Regions from separate parts of the Rattus norvegicus genome. Here region 2 is linked to region 1. A link is a contact called in public Hi-C data. All regions are on one chromosome and are shown on one strand. Each heading gives the region's core, a stretch centred on a gene start, on an enhancer-like site or on the middle of the called end of the contact. The rest is flanking DNA. Distances are from core to core; before and after follow the strand shown.

Region 1 (2,803 bases), core at 193-2,692:
AGTCCATCAACGCTCTCAAGACTCAGGTCTTGCAGCAGGATGCCAGCCCAGGGCCCCGCAGAGCAGTGCTGGCTCTGTATCCTCCTCAAGCTTGTGTTTGCCCAGGACAGCCCTGAACTGGGAGATGCATATCACAGCCTCCATTGGGGAACAGGGCATCCTGCAGGGAAATAAACCCAGGAAGTTCCAGTGCTCCTGCGAGCGGCATATTGCAGCTCTGTGGTGAGCCTGCACACAGGTGCTCGCCGCTGGCCCTGCCCCTGCCCCTGGGGTTGGCATCCATGTACTTCATGGTGGGATACTTGGAGAGAGGAGGATAGGTGAGCAGCCCTCTTTTGCTGATGTTGCATGGTGCCAATGGGCTTGAACCTTCAAGAGGAGCCTGTACCATGAGAGGCTGGCCACCATCATTCCTACAGCACTTGCTCAGACTCCACAGGAGCCACGTTTGTCCTCCAGACAGACCAACTCCATCTGAGTGCTCCTTCTACCAGCACATGTGCCCTGTTAACCCAATAACTCCTTCACTCTGGCATCTTTGTTCCCTTAATCATCCTTGAATCCATTCACTCATTCCTTCTTTCACTCTTATCACTTCCGCAGCTTAGGAGGCAAAAGCGTCAGGTGGGAAGCGTGACTTGAGAGCACAGGATTAGGAAAATAGAATGTGAGGTGGGAGGAAGCTGCTCTGGGGACACTGGAGCCCTTATCTGTATGCTGGGACAGTAAGTTAGCAAACGGATACGGTAACACATAGACCAGTTCATCTGTGGGTTTAAGTACCAAGCTGACAGTGAGCCAGCTTCATTTCCCAAACAGATTACTGTGGGTTTTTTCTTTTCTTTTTCTTCTTAACACGTGTTCATCCAGGGAGAAAAACAATTCCAAAGCCCGTCTCCAGCTAATCAATCACAATCTTTGTACAATTCCACTACACGCTACAGGCAAAGCTGCCTTCCACCCGCAGAACTACTCCCAGATCTACGGCCTTTGAGGGGGCCGGGGAGGTTCTCACTCTCTGACTGTCAGGTAACACCAAGCAGGGCAGCAGCCGACCCTCAGACAGGTGCCCAGGTACCAGGGCTATAGACATCTTTGTTGTCCCACAAGCAGTCGGGCCCACACCCCACCTCAGGACCATCTTAGCTCCAGGCCAGCTGGACTTCTAAATATGTTCACTGGGTGCTTTTCTAAAATGTAGGCATCGCTCCTCTCCCCAAACTCCCAACTCTGTGGTTTTTGCTTATTCACACTTAGCTGATGGAGGCTCTATTTTGTACATTGCTCATTTCATTTCTATTTTTACTTGATTGATCAATTTCCCAAGTAACATTCTCTACACAATTTTCATTTTTAGCCCAAGAACTTCAGGTTCTACCAATTTGCATGATTGAAAAAAAAAAAAAAAACCCAGGCAGGTCCACGCGCATGCGCTGTGCCAGCATCTGAGGGGATCAGGATGGGGGTGGCTCGGCCTGCTCTCTGCTCCCGAGGTGTCAGGTGGGCTCTGTGATACCCGGTTCTCACTGATCTCTCCTTTAGCCTTCCACACTGTAACAGCGCCAGCTATTCCTCCTGGCTATCACATCCATTGTGGCTTCTCTTTGAAATGTAACACCAACTGGCACAGTCACTGAAGGGCGGATGCGGATCATTGGATAAAGCCAGCCCGGCATTAATTTCCTGAGCTTGGCAAGAAAATCACTGTATCAGAGCCACTTAGCTGAGCCCTGCCCCCAGCCCTCCACCGGTGCCAGGAAGCCAGGACGGTGTCATCCCAGAGAGCCTCTAAGGGGTAAACATAATCACAGAGCCCCTCATAATTCAGAGCCTTATATAAGCAGCGTGGGAGATCCCCGTTGCTAGGTGCTGGAATCCCTATAACACTGTCTTATGAGCCGGTGATGGGCGAGAGAGACCAGCGCCCCGGCAGCAGTCTGAACTTCTCAACACTGCCACAAAGACTGACAGCTCTGGTGAAAGCTGCTGTGTTTCAAGGATTTTCACGTTAATGCAAGAGGAGAGCCGTGGTGTGGCTTGGGATGTGGAGTTGGCATTTGATTTTCAGATCTGAATTCTGCTCTACAGATTAGCTATATCCCTAGAGGAAGCCTTCAAATTCCTGGGACATTTCTTCCATGTCAATGAAATAAATAAATAGATATAGATATATAGATATAGATATAGATATATAGTGTGTATGTCTCTGTGTGTGTATATATATGTATATATATACACACATATATATATATATATATAGTATATATATCATTTGCATGGAACACTTCCCAACATGAACCATTTTTACAGATGGGACTGAGCCGCAGCCTAGCTCGTAGCTCACCATCCCGTGTAGGCAGGTGTGTGTTTGCTCCTAAGCAGTCATGGAACAAGGTGAAGAAAGCTGAATAGAGTGGTGTGGGCTCCTGGCTCCGTGCCTCTGACAGCAGATATGTGACACAGTCTTCAGGCTGAAGTTAAAAAAAAAAAAGTCCCACCTGCCTAGGTGTAAGAATAATTCTACACCACTCTGGTGAAAAGAAGACTCTCAGTGGTCCCCCTCCCCACCCCAGGCAGCAAACTCCATTTGTCTGTTCCAGTGGTTAAAGTATGTCTCTTTTAAAAACATGTATATGTGTGTTACATGTATCTGTGTGTTTATATGTGTCTGAGTATAGGTGTGTATAGGTGTGCACATTATGTTCGTAGAGGTCCAACGTTGACATTAGGTCTGTCCCTGGGTCACCCTAGCACGGTCTCTTACTGAGTGCAGAACTCATTGATTCAAGTCAGTCAAATTTGA
Region 2 (2,803 bases), core at 89-2,588, 38 kb before region 1:
TTCCCCCGGAGCTGAGGACCGAACCCAGGGCCTTGCGCTTGCTAGGGAAGCGCTCTACCACTGAGCTAAATCGCCAACCCCAAGAGTAAAACTTTTTAACAGGGCTCAGTACTGGGGACCTGTGATCCAGGTACACAGAGGAGGCTGGAGTTCCTTGGAGACCAGCCTAGTCTGTGTAGAATGAGCTGCTGTCGTGAGGCCCTGTCTCAGAACCAAAACAAAACAAAAACAGGGAAGTAAAATAAATAGAAACCTGCAGACTGGAGGAAACATTCTGGGAATCCTGCATCTAAGAAGGAAATTGTAAAAAAGGAAAGTGCAGGAGACTCTGGTCTTAGTTACTAAGGAGATCACCAACTAAAGCAAGCAGAGTACCTGAATGAGGGATTCTACCGGGAAAAGATACTTAACCTCCTCCCGCCTCAGGAGTCGCTGCCAGCTACACTCCACAAGCCTGGGCGCTCTGGATGGAGGCAGTGGGTGCAGCTGGCACCTTTCCACCCCGGCTTCGGCTTCGGAGGAAAAAAAGGTAAGCACTCCAGAAAGCGGTTTCTTCCGTAGCCACCCGCGATCCAACAATTCTGCCTTCCGTAGATACTCAAGAAGAGGAAAGCATTTCCATCCTGCCTGTGTGCAGAAGTGGGGTGGCAACTTCTTCCTAACTTACCACTGGAGAAACACGAAAGCTATAGACACTGGGTCAGTAAATTGCTGCAAAATGGGCGCGCCCGGAAGTCTAACAACAGCAAAATACCCGGATCGCAGGATTCCACTCAGGACATTGTCCAAAGGAGACCAGTGGGGGCCTCTGAGCATGGAGTGAGTAAAGGAGGTGGGGGCGACAGATAATGTGCAGCTTCCTTCTGGAATCCAGACAGTGTTGCTGAAGTGACCACCATGGTGAGAGCTGCACACCTCAGGAACTTACTAGACGCTTCCTTAAAGGTGCGTAGTATGTGTTTGAAAGCTGGACTCAGTAAACGGAGAAGCAAACATGTACACTGGGAAACCTGGTAGAGGATTTTCCATTTTAATCAGCTTACAAATGATTCTTGCAATGTGATTTTTTTTTTAATTTAAAAACCTAAACAAAACCTTTCTCCTCCTGTGCCTAAGCTCTTTTCTGTCCCTTGGCGGAGGGACTCTTGGCCTACCCTCATGAGCTCACAGGTCCCAAGGGCTCAGGGGTTGGGCGAGGGCGCGGCCGGTCGACAGGGCGGGCAGGGGGCGGCCGCTGTGACCTGGGGCGTCGCAAACACCGCCCTCCGCGGCCAGTGATAGGTCCCACCCCACCTAGGCGACCTGCGGACGGGGGCGGGGAGACGCGGCGGGGACGCGCGGTGCGGCGGTTGAGCGTCCGGGAGATGTGGGCACCGAGCGGCCCGGGGCCCGCGGGCTGGGACCGCCGCAGGGTGGGCGCGCGACTACGAGCAGCACTGGCGGGGCTGCAGGAGCTTCAGGGGCTGCGCGCCACGCAGCAAGCGCGAGTGCGGGGAGCCCTGGGCCTGCACCCAGCGCCAGGGCCCCGCGGCCAGGAGCTGAGGCTGGAGGCGGCGCTGGCCGCGCTACGGGAGCAGCTGGTAAGAAGCAAGTGGGGCACGAGCGGCCGAAGGGGCGTGCTGGGGCGCGATCCGGGCGCAGTTGTGTGGAATGTGCGAACGGAGAGGCCAGATGCGAGGCTGCGTGGGGAGCGCGCTGCGGGGCGCGAGCTGGAAAGCCGCGCGCGGAACCCGGGGTTGACTGCGCACCGCCTCAACGGCGGATACAACCTTGGTGCGGCGGCGCGCAAGTCTGGCTAGACACTGTGCTGTTGTGATGGGGATGCGTGGACTCCATTCCGCCAGAAAGGAGTCTGCGCACACCCTGACCTCATCCCGGGAGCAGGTCAGCAGGCAGCACAGCGTGAACTTGAGCCGCAGGGCACTGTACTAGGTTCGCCTGGGTCATTGCGGAGTCTTGCCGGCTGAGAATGTCTCCTAGATTGCATGTCACCTGATTCGTTAAAAAATCAAAACAAAACACGAGTGTCCTCTGGTCTGCACAACGTGTGAGAGGGGACTGGTGGCTCTTTCTCAGCTATCCGCACCCATCGAGTCCTCCTCTGTAGACCACTGGGGTCCCCCAGGAGTAGAATTGCAACCCGTTTCTAGAAACAGCTCAAGATCTTTTCCGCCCTGGTGCTGCAGTGTTTTTAAAATAACAAAATAATGCACACTCAAAAGAGTATGGTGGAGTCGTTGTCCATAACTCTTTAAGTGGGATTTCTTTCATGGTGAAATTTAGATCTGCCCCGTTGAGAGTAGCCTCTTGGTAAAGTTCAGGGTGAGACAGTTGTTTTCAATCAGCTTTAGCTCAGAATAGTGTTGGGTTTGTGACTAAACCAGGAAGTCCAGTGTCTGAGTCACTACTCCCCAGGACACCTGGAATCTTCCCTGAATGTGAGAGATCTGGCTGAGGGCGGAATCCAGCTGGCAGCCTCCTCCAGTCTGAGACGCCCAGATGCTGCCCAGACAGGGACATGGCTGCTGTGGACTGGACCCTGCACACCATTGCACCCACAGGACCAAGGAGGCATTACAACAGGTGTCTGTCTTTCGAGGGGCTCCACACTGCTTCACGTGACCTCAGCCAGGCAGGCGCACTGATGACTTATAAGCATGACCCTTAAGGTTAACGATTAACTCCCCCGTCAGCAATACACAAACCCAATCTGTGAGCCCTCACACTCCAATTACCAGCAGCCTGTGGAGAGATCAAACAAGCTTTGTGTTGACACATACTCCCCCTCCTCTCCAGGAGAGGA

The links. Hi-C and Micro-C count contacts between places; a contact is called where the count stands out from the background.
Region 2: a Hi-C map of frontal cortex shows a contact between it and region 1, with 2.1 times the contacts expected there. The contact joins the promoter of Dact2 here to the enhancer-like site in region 1. A contact is called at or near these places in 2 of 12 Hi-C or Micro-C datasets (the A7r5 cell line and frontal cortex).

The regions. Positions count from the first base shown.
Region 1 is chr1:63,823,805-63,826,607 of GRCr8, reverse strand. No RefSeq gene overlaps it. Among named protein-coding and RNA genes, the nearest start is that of Dact2, 38 kb to the left of the region's middle. Within about 2 kb of position 1,442, at least 27 of the 93 cell types and tissues checked have an H3K27ac peak or open chromatin away from gene starts, as enhancers often do.
Region 2 is chr1:63,861,633-63,864,435 of GRCr8, reverse strand. Dact2 (dishevelled-binding antagonist of beta-catenin 2) reads left to right here and starts at 1,338. Exons shown (of 4, transcript NM_001107464.3): 1 at 1,338-1,580. The coding sequence starts at 1,365.